2 separate regions of the Columba livia genome follow, and region 1 is linked to region 2. The links are chromatin contacts, called in public Hi-C maps. All regions are on one chromosome and are shown on one strand. Each heading gives the region's core, a stretch centred on a gene start, on an enhancer-like site or on the middle of the called end of the contact. The rest is flanking DNA. Distances are from core to core; before and after follow the strand shown. Region 1 holds the start of TBPL2 (TATA-box binding protein like 2). Region 2 overlaps TMEM260 (transmembrane protein 260).

Region 1 (6,475 bases), core at 1,101-3,600, 320 kb before region 2:
AGCTTTGAGAGGTCAGATACAAATGTATTAACAGTTACAAATAACAATAAGCTATGGAATAGCTAAAATATATCTGTTTAAAACAGATATTCTTCCAGTTAGCAACAGGGAAAGGAAGGCACAACCTCTGCAAGGCCTCCAGTGGAGTAAAACTTAGTAGTACAGGAGCTAATCAGGAAGTTTTGTATGAGCTGTGATGCAGAGAAGGTGGCACAAAAGCAGCCTCATCACTGTGAGCCTGTAGGACTAGTTGCACATCATAGAGGCATCAGAGAATATAAGAAATACAAAAGAGATGAAAAGCAGACAGTTTGTGGCATAGCTTAGAGAAAGAAGCTGATGGAGAAATAGTAGCCTGGAAGCATTAAACAGCTGAAAAAACAAATCAAGAAAAGCATCAGAGGAGTAAAATGCATAAAGGAGACAGGAAGATTTGCTTTCGGTTTCTTTCTCGTCAAGTTTTCACAAAAGTGGTCAGGGAAAAATAAAGCCTTTATAGGGTTAAGCGCTGGGGAAGATTGCCTTCTTGTTAGCCAGATGCTCAGAGGCTGTGAAAGGGGGCACAAGACCATGTTTATATCAGGCTGGCTGCCAAGGGCTATTGCTAGAGACTCTGGGTTAATTAACTCCACTGAAGGCCCCATCAACTGCATAGCGCTTTGGACATCTCCCAGCAGCCCCAGGAAGGAGATTTCACACATAGATCCTGTCTGAGATCACTCCAGTTTGGGGCAGCTCAAGGGGAAACAGCCATTTTCACTCTCACTGCAGGAATCCCTGCAACCCAGGTACACAGAAATAAAAAATCAAATCCAGCTGCTTTAAGCAACAGACTCATCTTTTTTTCCTTTCTGCAGTGGTATCCCACACGTTGTTGCTATTATCAACTGTCCCAGCAAGCCTGGAATACAAAAAGCTCAGCAGCATTTGTAAACCCCTAGTTATACCTCACCACATTATATACTTTATAGGGCCATATGCAGAGGGCTGTACTGACTGCCACTGGGAAGTCTCTGGATTCAAACAGCCTGTGCAAAAATGATTTTCTGAGCTGAAAAGCAGTTTACAATGGATGCACATAAACAAGCTGTGTTCCTGTGTAACCTCGTCTGGGTGTTCCTGCTCCAGCAGGGGGATTGCACTGGATGAGCTTTTGGGGTCCCTTCTGACCCCTGACATTCTGTGACTCTGTGTGACTCCCTGGGTGAAGATGATGCCCAGTTGTGGAGTCCAGTTCTCTTCTAGTCCTTCACCCTGTTGCCTCTACAACCACCTCAGCCCGGGATGGCTGTTTCATATAAAAAACCCCAAAGTTTTTGCAAACATTTACCAACCAGCATGAAAAGATCTGAGCCTCCTGCCTGCCTCAGTGCCAAGATACTCTGGTACACAGCCTGGCCCTCACAAACACCACTCCATAGCAAGGCACAGCAGCAGATGAGAAAAAGCTCCCGCAGCAGAGAGCCCCTCCACGGCTTCTCCATCCTCCCAGCAGCGCTGGACCACTATATCCCAGTATCACCCTACTCAAGGCCGGACTGGAGGTGCCGGCTAAGCTGTCTGGGGACAGAGAGGAGCTCCGCAAGGCAGCAAAATTCACTGGGCAGCCCAGCTTAATCAAGCTCAGCTCAGGCAGGACTGTATTAGACTTAAAGCGCGGGCGGGGCCGCTTAATCGCCGCAGCGTTGGTGGTATAGTGGTGAGCATAGCTGCCTTCCAAGCAGTTGACCCGGGTTCGATTCCCGGCCAACGCAGCTTCAGACAGTTTTCTTTTACTTATACTTTTTAATAGTCTCCCGTGGCCTACCTGCCCGCCGCAGCGCTCCAGGTACCGCTCCAGCGGCAACACATCGTCCATGGGCACAACCGCCCACCCGGGACCCGAAACACCGCCCCCCAGCCCCGCTTTAACCCCGAGGGGCCGCACCGGGGCAGGTGCAGCTCATCAGAGAGCAGAGCCTCGCACAGCTGGCTTTTATATACAACGATTTTTACCCTTTTGAGCCTTTTTCCTGCCACGCCGGGGTTTGCTCCATCTTCTGGAAATGGTAGAGAAATCGGGGTGCTCTCATGCGCTTTACGTGAGCCTCCAAAAGTAGCCTGCTCCCCTCTGCAGGGCTGGAGATAAATGGGGAGTCAGAGCTGCGACTTTGGCCTTGCAAAGGTAATGCTCCACCTCTAGCCGTTGCTTTTTAGCAAGCAGGTGTAATGTGCCCTTAATTTCTCCCACCTGCTTCATCAAGTGCAATATGGAGCATCTGGTCCTTTGAGAAGAGCCTCAGTCCAAAGTGATAAACCTCAAATTGCAACAAAATGGCTTATTCTCAGCTGGGGCAGTGTTGCTAATGCTGCTGAGGAGGAGGAGGAGGAGGAAACCATCTTTCCTTTCGTTTGCTGCTGTCTTTCCCTTGCAGATATTTTCCCCAGTGGCATCCCTGTTTTTGCAGCCCCCTGTGAGCAATGGTTTAATTTAAGGCTATTCTGTTTTCAAAAAAGTCATGTCTTTTGAGACCCCACCTGGAGTTCTGCATCTGGCTCTGGGTCCTCAGCACAGGACAGACATGGACCTGCTGGAGAGGGGCCAGAGGAGCCACAGAAATGATGCAATGCTGGAACAGCTCTGCTGGGAGGACAGGCTGAGAGAGCTGGGGTGTTCAGCTGGAGAAGTGAAGCTCTGGGGAGACCTTACTGTGGCCTTTCTGGACTTAAAAGAGGCTGATAAGAAAGATGGGGACAGACTTTTCAGCAGGGCCTGTTGTGATAGGACAAGGGGTGATGGGTTTAAACTAAAGGAAGGAGATTCAGGCCGGACATGAGGAAGAAATTGTTGCCCCTGGGAGTGGTGAGAGCCTGGCCCAGGTTGGCCAGAGAGGTGGTGGATGAACCATCCCTGGAGACATCCCAGGCCAGGCTGGACGGGGCTCTGAGCAACCTGAGCTGGTGAAGATGTCCCTGCTCATGGCAGGGGGGGCACTGGGGGAGTTTGGAAGGTCCCTTTGACACAAACTATTCTGTGATTCTATGTACGGAGAGTTCAGGTGCGAGGCAGCGCGTTGCCAGGAGGGATTTTGTGTTATGCTGCTTCTTGATGCTGTGGGAGCATTGTGCTGCTAACACAGCTCAACTTGGGCGCTGCTTGACTAGATGCCAGCGGCTGCTGTCTGGCTTGTTCCTTCTCTCCTGTCCTGTTGCTGTACGGTGTCGGATGGATGGCTTTCTGTGAAGGTGCAGCTGAGGACACATCCTTGTCCCTGTGTGGGCTGGTGGATGTGCTGACTGCCATGATGAATGTGATCACTGAGAGATTTGCCTGCAAACAGCTAGATGAGCTGAAGAAACCCTTTGGAAGAAGTTGTTGAAGCCCCAGCACACAGCAGGTCTTTGGGAAGTGCTGCTAGGTGCTTCTTGCTGCCTCAGAGGTGTGAAGGATTAGATTTGTATCCTTTATCCGTGGGGCAGAGTGTGGCTGATGAGCATCCTTCCCTCCTCACCACAGCCTGCTGGGCCGGTTTCGTGGTATTTCTGAGACTCACCTTGCTCTGGTGCTTCGGAGGTGCCAATTTCCCCCAGCTCCAGAAAAATCCAGCCTGCAGCAGGTTGATTTACATCACACAGCCCATCCTGAGCACCCAGGAGGCGAGTGGAGCAGCAAAGCAAGGAAAGGACTCCCGGAGAGGTTACACCTTGAATTACGGAGGCCAGTGGAGCTACCTCAGACCAGTTCAAGGCGGTTAAAACTGAAATGTCCTGCTCGGGGCTGGCAGGTGATCGGGGTGGTTGCAGACAGCTGCCTTTGCCAGCACAATGGGATGGGTGCTGAGGGCTGGGAGCCCTCACAGGCTCCTTCGTTACATGAATTTTGGTTTGTCCTCGCAGTGCCATCCCACGGGGACAGGAGGTTCCACTCCCGCAGTGTGTGAACACTATTGCTGTGCTTGCGGTGGGAAGCTGGAGTGTTGTGGTGTCTCCCTGGTGTGGCCCTGCCTGTAGCATCGCAGCCGCAGTACCTTGGGTTTCCTCGTCTGATTAGTCCCTCGTTGCGCTGCAGAACCCCTTGGAGATGTTCATCCTGCAGCTCCCGGGGACTGACTTGTCTGCTTTTTGTGAACCTGAGATGGAGAGGTCAAACCGTGGTGTTTAAGGGAGAAAGACTACGTCAGAGATGAACACAAAATATTAATCTCTTAATGTTGGTGTTGCTTCTTTCCTTGGATAGGGGTATTCTGGAAACGGCATAGGCACCGACGGGTGTGGTTTTGGGTAAGTCATGAGGTTTGGTGCCTCCTCTGTTGAACGGGCGCAAGATTGTTTACCCATCTTGAGGCAGAGGAGGAGGGAAGACATTTAGTAAGCGGAGAGATCACCAGAGGAGTCAAGAGCCACATTGTGTGGGCGATCCAAGCTCTCAGGGTTGCTTTGATGTAGGGAAAAGCTTTTCTAAGTGCTGCCCAAGGGAGGGGAGGCATTGCTGTGCCTCGGGAGGGCTCCTCCTCAAGGCCGGGCATTCCTCTTTTTTTTTTATTTAACCTTTTTAAAAATTTATTTTTAAAATTCATTTTGTAAAGCAGCAGCCGCCCGGAGCCAGGCCAAGGTGAGTCATGAGCAGGGAAGGAGCCGCATCCCCGAGCGCAGGAGCCAGTTACGGGGTGATGAATCATCTCGAATACGTAGTTACTGTGATGATGAATTGTCATGAGTCTTAATTAGCAAATTGGTTCATTTTACTTCGAAAGTTGATGATTTGTACAACAATAAAGCGCTTTGTGCGTTCTTTGTAAGAGTCATTCAATATCAGTCTTCCTTGGATAACTAATTGGAGAAGACAGTTCCAGAGCTTCTACTTGCATTCCGGTTGCTTAAACATTCCTGTAGCAGACATTCCTGCATTACCTGGATGCTATAATGTGGTTATGGGGTGGGACTAATCACAGGAGACTTCCACAAACCTGGAAGGGACAAGGAGCAAGTCCGTAAGGAAGCTCTACCTGTTTTATTCCTCAGTGCTTTCACCAGCTGCTTCTCTCGCAGCATGCTGTAAATGCCTTGCTGCGTGCTTTGAAGTTGGTAAATCTGGTTTGGCTTTATCTTATCTTTTTCAGGAGCTACTTTGAGAATTAAAAGCTCATGACTGACAATGTTCTGCTTTCTGCTCTTCTGAGCTTTATGCTAAACTAGTTGTCTCAGAAGAGTGGAGCTTGGCTCAGGTGTAACTTGCATCTCCTGGTGCCCTCGCTGCCTTCAGAGGAGATAGAAGAGAAACTAATAGCGCCATTGTGTTCCATGAAAGGAGCAATATATTATGCACAAGATTTGTCCAAATGCAGCATTTTCCAATTATCCCAGGGCTCTATGCTGCTCTGTCAACAGCAGAATCCAAGCCTTCTTGTGAAGGTGATTCCTTCTGTCCGATTTAGCCCTGTTTTGGTCCCTGTGCCTTGATTCCTGTCTTTTCAGGGATGAAAATAGAGGGAGGTGCTGAAGGGGACCCCAAAGCTGGGTCAGAGAGGGGACGGTGGGCTCTGCAGAGTGAAGGATGCATGGAGCTGGTGAAGATCACAAGAGGCAACTCAGAGGTAGATGCATCGAGTGTCACCATCTCTCTCACATACTTATTTGTCCCATAATACTCCATTTGAGACCAGATCAACACTTGTCAGTGTCAGTAGATACTGGATTTACTGGCAGGGAAGGAAAGAAACCACCATGATTATTCACTGAGCAGTAGTGAGTTGTTTGACTTTTAATTGTGAATTATTAATAGTACCGCCATTAGGTTATGCTGGTGTAAATATGAACAGAATCAGGTCCGTTAGATTTGATACTTGGCTTTAACTCGCTCCTGCATAAACCAGGAGTAACCCTCTTACAAAAACGAGGTTACGATGATTTGAAATTGGGCCAGAAGCCAGTTGAATTTCCCAGGTTTAGTGGGTGATGGGAAGAAGAGCTGTACCTTCCCACTCATCCCCTTGGGCCATGGTCTCATTTCCCAAGTAGCAAGTGACAGGATAAGAGGAAACGGCCTCAAGTTGTGCCAGGGGGGGTTGAGGTTGGATCTTGGGAACAATTTCTTCCCCAAAGGGCTGTTGGGCATTGGAACAGGCTGCCCAGGGCAGCGCTGGAGTCACCATCCCTGGAGGGCTGGACAGACATGGAGACAAGGTTCTTAGATTTAGTACTAGATTTAGTTTATGGTTGGACTCAATGATCTTAAGGGTCTCTTCCAACCAAAGTGATTCTATGAATCTGTGTCCTTCCCTCCATCAAACAATGCAGCCCAGCTTCACATGGTGGTAAAGCTGCCTCTTCGTTGTCCCAGTTAACCCAGGGATCTCTTATTCCCTGAAAAGGACATTAAAGGGGGATTTGGTGCTTTTTGCAGACTTAAGTGTTCTCTCAGCATTTGTTCTCTAACGCCTGCACCTTCTACACTCGCTGGCAGAGACCAGCACCAGCTCAGCGCTCAGCATGTCTT
Region 2 (6,302 bases), core at 3,468-5,967:
TTTGCTGGTGTGGATTTAACATATGGATTAGCTGCAGCTTGGTGCATTCAGCTGGTGGGATTCAGCCCCATAGAAACCGGGAGCAGAATGTAGCAGCGGTGTTGCCCGCAGCTGCCGGGAACACGTGGGATGCAGCAAATATGTCTCCCGATGGTTGGGGAGGGACCAGCTATGCTTTAAAATATGTGATTTATGCTCTAATCGGTCTTGAAGCTTCATTATTCCAAGCATTAGTGTGTCTGAGCCAGTGGCCTTATTTGTTAATGCACTGAAAGCGGCAGCAGATGTGCTATTTTTCATCTGTGACCCGATCAGCTCGCTGATTCATTTACTTCCATTTTCATTTCCCTGTCATTGATTTATTAATGATGTCTTACTTATCTGGGGCTCTTTCGGAGGGTTCCTATGGCTCAGAGAGATGCTGGGGGAGGCCTCTCCAAATATCCCATTTTTCAAACCATATTCATCCTCATTGCTCCAGAGTTTAGACGCTTTAATCATTTAGTAACTGAAACAACCTCTGTGGCTTGTACAACTTGTGGATAATTTGTCAGCTGAGAGGGCAATGTCCCTCTTCCCCACTGCAGATGGGGCACCCCATCCTTCAGAGGTGTATTTCGGGGGGCACAGGGGCTCCATCCAGGAGGTCCATGGGATGCAGAGGAGGGGTGTCCAGGCTGAGAAAATGGACTGGTGTTCTTGCTTTTCTTTTGTCTCTGGTTTGCTTCAGCCTGAAATAATTTCAGGGGTAGAATTTGCACAAGAAGCGAAGTTTTCCCCTTTGAAAAACTGGTGAGAAGTTTGATCCAACTTATACAGATTTTCTTGGACAAGTAAGTCCTTTCTACCCTGACTATTTGACCTGGGTTGTGCTAGATCCACAAAACATTATTTATTTTCTGCTTCTTATTTTGAAAAATGTCTTTATTCCCACATCTCTCTGAACAGCAAGCCTTGGAGTTATTGGTTTGCCTTTGCCGTGGAAGGGGATTTTCTCCTGCCTCTGACCCATTGATGAATCTTTTCTGGACAAGGCACCAAGCAGAAGCTGCAGTGACCTGGGAAAAAACTGTGGCCAGCCCTGTCCCATGTTGTCCCCAGGGATGTCCACCCAGGCGCTTGGTATCCAGCATATTTCACAGTATCACAGTATGTCAGGGGTTGAAAGGGACCTGGAAAGCTCATCCAGTGCAATCCCCCCATGGAGCAGGAACACCCAGATGAGGTTACACAGGAAGGTGTCCAGGCGGGTTGGAATGTCTGCAGAGAAACAACCTTCCTGGGCAGCCTGGGCCAGGCTCTGCCACCCTCACCAGGAACAAGTTTCTTCTCAAATTTAAGTGGAACCTCTTGTGTTCCAGCTTAAACCCATTACTCCTTGTCCTATTATTGTTTGTCACCAAGAAGAGCCTGGCTCAGTCCTCATGGCACTCACCCTTTATATATTTATAACCATGACTGAGTCAACCTTCAGTCTCCTCTTCTCCAAACTAAAGGGACCCAGCTCCCTCAGCCTTTCTTCATAAGGGAGATGCTCCACTCCCTTAATCATCTTTGTTGCCCTGCGCTGGACTCTCTCCAGCAGTTCCCTGTCCTTCTTAAACTGAGAGGCCCAGAACTGTACACAATATTCCAGGTGTGGTCTCACCAGGGCGGAGTAGAGGGGAAGGAGAACCTCTCTCGATCTACTGACCACCCCCCTTGTAATACACCCCAGGTACCATTGGCCTTCCTGGCCACAAGGGCACAGTGCTGGCTCATGGTCATCCTGTTGTCCACCAGGACCCCCAGGTCCCTTTCCTCTACACTGCTCTCTAATATGTAATTTGCCAACCTATACTGGAACCTGGGGTTGTTCCTGCCCAGATGCAGGACTCCACACTTTCCCTTGTTAAATTTCATCAGGTTATTCCCCACCCAACTCTCCAGCCTGTCCAGGTCTCTGATGGCAGCACAGCCTCTGGTGTGTCAGCCACCCCTCCCAGCTTGGTGTCATCAGCAAACCTGCTGATAGTACACTCTATTCCCTCGTCCAAATCGTTAATGAATATATTGAATAATATTGCCCCCAGTACTGCCCCCTGAGGCACTGCACTAGATACTGGCCTCCAACTGGACTCTGCACCATTGACTACCACTCTCTGGCTTCTCTCTAAGCCAGTTTGCAACACACCTCACTACTCTATTGTCTAGACCACATCTTTCAATCTTTTTCTTCCTGAAACCCTTTTTCACTTGGCATCACGCTTTGCCAAAGTTAAACCAGTGCCCAAAAAAGCTCTTCTTACTGATAAGGATCTTCTTTTGCTGAGCAACTCTGACCTAAGACCTGCAGGGCTTTCCAGAAACCAAATTCTGCCATGAAACACACACATCAAACCCCTGGATTTGGGGAAGGCCGTTCCAAGTTTATTCCCAGGTCCTCCATGCTTTTATTCAGCCAGCCCTAAAGCATCATCCCTTGCCCCTATAAACTGCTCCTTGCTCCCACTGTTCCTGTTGGGAATGTCTGGGAAATACTCTCTATTTTCAGCTGCTCGGGTGAGTCCCTGGGGAAACTCTCTTTGGCTTCTGGGGCTATTTGAGGGATTTATAGAGTTGTTCAAGTAACTGCTCCCTGAGCCACAGATGTGCCTGTGATCTCGCTGCTCCATCCCATCACTGCTTTGATTCCCAAACTAGTTGACTCCTTGGCTCTCTGTGGGATAATTGGCTCGTTATACAGCTTCTCCTCTTTTTATTTATATATTTTTTTAAGGAAAAGTAAAGTTTCCTGGGTTTTTTTTGTTGCTGTTTTTTGGTTTTGCTTTTTCTTTTTCCTTCTGTGTCCCTCTTGCATGATGAATTTTACTCACTGATAAAAGGCTCACAAGCTTAGAGACAGCAGGTCTGTTACGTTATTGATGCTATAGACGAACCCTTGCTGCTTTTATACATGTAAGTACCTTTCCAGATCAATAAATCAACATTAACATTGCTTTCAATTTGTACAACACATTGAGGGAATTTGCTGGGTAATTTTTTTTTATCTTCCTGATTAATTAATTTTTCCCCGGGTAAAATTCAGACACTTCAGGGGCAGATCCTCATCCTGATGTCCTGGATTTTCCCCAATGCCATCTCTGAATTCTCTCTTGGATGTAACCCAGCTTTAGCTGGGCACTGTCAGAGGGGAAAAAACAAGTGTTCTTGTGGTTTTGTTCTCTTTCAGAAAGGAAAATATCCAGTGCCACAAACAGGGATAAAACCCTTCCCCAAACCCTTGGGGAGCTATAGCTTGGGAGGTGTTATTCTCTTCCCCTGAGCCAAATGTGTTTGCTTTCTAAGGCTGCCCAAATCTGCATTGAAATGGGGAAAAAAAGAGGCTCAGTGTTTCTGCCGGGGCTGGGAATAATGCACATTTTGAATGCACCCCACCTGCTTCTCCCCCACAATTAGGGCCGCTGAGCTAAAGCCACTTGCTTGGGAATGCCCTCGAGACATGTTTGCACATCGACACAGTCCATTACCCCATCTCCACGGGTTTTATTGTCGCTATTTATTAAAGACTCAGGAAATGTACAAAACGGACTCTTTCTGCAAGGAAAAGACCTTTATGGGCTCTGGGGGGGGAACAGGGGGAGAGCAAAACCAGAGCCACTAGCATGAAAAATCACTGCCCCCCCACTCCCAGGGGTGAGATCTACTGCCATGGGCACACGAGCCTGATTTACACCCTGGATGGGAAACTTTCTCAGCTTCTTCTTTTTATTTTCCTAAAACATTTGGAAAATAAAGCAGCTGAGCACCTCAGCCCCTGGGCCCTCGGTTCGTTTTCCCTTGCACAGGGTGAAACGCGGCCATTGCACTGGGGCACCTCACTTCAGCACATGTTCCCCCCCACGGTCCCTTATTATCAGGGTAGAGATTAACCTCACATCCTTTAAAATTGTCTTGCTCACAGGCAGTTTGCAAACTCATGGCTTCAGCTTCTCCATCCGTTCAAAGCTGGGATCTCCTGTATTTCCTCTCCCAGTGTTTTTGCATCTGGGATTTGGGCTAGAAACCCCTTTTTTAATTTTTCTTTTATTTATTTTAGTTTAGTTTAGTTTAGTTTGGTTTATTTTATTTTCTATTTTATTATATATTTTATTTTGGTTTATTTTATTTTAATTTTATTTTATTTTGGTTTATTTTATTTTAAGTTTATTTTATTTTATTTTTATTTTGGTTTATTTTATTTTATTTTATTTTTTATATTATTTTATTTATTTTATATTTTATTATACATTTTATTTTGGTTTATTTTATTTTTATTTTATTTTCTTTTTAATTTAATTCTATTTTATTTTATTTTATTTTGGTTTATTTTATTTTACTTTACTTTATTTTATTTTATTTTATTTTATTTTATTTTATTTCATTTCATTTCATTTATTTTATATTTTTATTTATTTTATATTTTCCTGCTTGCTCACACATCCTAGTAGCTCAGTGTACAGATTTGGGAAGAGCCAGGCAGCGATGTGGCGGCTTGGGCTGCCCTCTCTTGGCGCTGCCGTATGTTGCACACAGCAAATTCACCAGCCAGAAAAATTTCCATAGCGTCCTCCCCACCACATCTTACCTCCCTCGCAATGCTCGATGAGCAGGGCTGCTTTAAACGTCTTCTTCCATCCTCCGCTTTCATTACACGGTGCTCAGGTTCCCAACTCCCTGTTGAAGGTCAGGGACCATATTGTGACTCGGTGATCCGGGCACATCTGTCTGCCAACTTCCTTAATGAACGTTTTGAATCTCGCTTTTGGCCCTACGGTAGCTCCGAAACAGCCCTTGGGGGAGTAATTAAGGATCTTTTTTTCACAATATGTGTGAATGTGACCTCCTGCTTCCCCCTCCCGCCCCCAGCCGTTGGAAATCACTGCAGTGCACATGTGATAAGGCACGAAATCCCCCTGAGTCATGAGGGCAGAGCTGCTCGATAGCGCTTGGCAAGTCCTGTGACTCCTTCTTGGCAGGAAAGCTGCTGCATCTCATCAGCGAGACCAGGAAAGGGTACAGCCCAAGGTTATAGGCAATCTGGGTTTTTTTTGCTGTTGTTGGGGTTTTTTGGTTTGTTTTTTTAAAATATAAATTTGGATAATATTGATCTATTTAACTTGCTTATGTGCAGCTTGCTGGTTTTTCGCTCTGCAAGGCACAGCGTGGCTCTGGCTGGAATATTTGGGCAGGGGGGCACATGATGCCAGACCCTGACCTGGCCCAGAAAAATGCTGTTTCCCAGGTTTGGAGACTGTGGTCAGCTTGTCTGTGCTTTTTTCTGTAATATATCCAATCTTTTTTCTATTTTACTTTACTTTTTTCTATAAGGGCTTTGCATTTGCAGAGAAGAGAACTGGGGGGATGCTGCTTACAGGGGTCATCTACATCACCCTATGTACTGCTGTGCTGTTTGTCATAGAATCATTCTGGTTGGAAACGACCTTTAAGATCATCGAGTCCAACCATTATACGGTAGGCAGTTGGGGATCAGCATCTTTACTTGGGCTCCAGAGCAAAACCAGCTGAGGGGTTCAGCCAAAACCTGCTGCTCCCCACAGGGTGTGGGTTTGGGCATTTGAAGAAAAGAACCCTACAGCCACATCATCATTCTGACCTGTTTTGTGAAACAACCCTTTGGTTTCCAGGCACTCCTGTCTTGGAGGGGCCAAAGGACATGCTGCTTTCTGCCCCTGCGTTTGTCACACAGACCTGATAAAATTGCTCTTGATTGCTAATTTCTCTGCTGGGTTTTTCTCTGGAGCCGTTATCAGGATGGAAGATAAGACCATGTGAGACTGTGTGAGTGGATGCGTCAGATAAAAAACCAAATACTGTGCCTTAGAAGTCGCCTTGTGCTTCCATGGATTTGCTGCAGCAACAGCAAAGAAATCTGTTTTCCTTCTCCATTTTTTTTAAACTCAGTAATGATCTGTTCCTGATGAGAACAAAACTAGCGAGCTAGGGCTGAAAATAGAATTGTTTATGAAAATACCCATTAAACAGCTGCTCTCTGACTCCTGCCCAGTGGGTCGGGCATGGGGCTGAGGGTTTTTGTTAGCAGAGGACCCCATTGCAGCTCCCAGTAGCTCCCAGTATCTCCCAGCAGCTTCCAGCAGCTCCAGTGCTCTGGATGGAGCTGCAGCTGCACATGGTCCCAGTGACACCTTGGGCTGGTGGCCACATCCCCTCTGCCGCAGGCTGTGCAGCTGGCCCTGGGACAAAAGGAGCCCCCAGCATCTCCTGAACAGCACCCATGACACCAAAAAGCCATGGGGATTTCT

Evidence for each region. Hi-C and Micro-C count contacts between places; a contact is called where the count stands out from the background.
Region 1: a Hi-C map of crop shows a contact between it and region 2, with 3 times the contacts expected there. The contact joins the promoter of TBPL2 here to the enhancer-like site in region 2. A contact is called at or near these places in 2 of 2 Hi-C or Micro-C datasets (crop and liver).

Annotation. Positions count from the first base shown.
Region 1 is chr5:4,076,192-4,082,666 of bColLiv1.pat.W.v2, reverse strand. It overlaps TBPL2 (TATA-box binding protein like 2), which reads right to left and starts at 2,350. Exons shown (of 7, transcript XM_065063143.1): 1 at 2,177-2,350. The coding sequence starts at 2,239. It overlaps TRNAG-UCC (transfer RNA glycine (anticodon UCC)), which reads left to right and starts at 1,683; the gene lies at 1,683-1,754.
Region 2 is chr5:3,762,001-3,768,302 of bColLiv1.pat.W.v2, reverse strand. The region is part of intron 1 of TMEM260 (transmembrane protein 260); the gene reads left to right. Among named protein-coding and RNA genes, the nearest start is that of PELI2, 110 kb to the left of the region's middle. Within about 2 kb of position 4,717, at least 1 of the 3 cell types and tissues checked has an H3K27ac peak away from gene starts, as active enhancers do.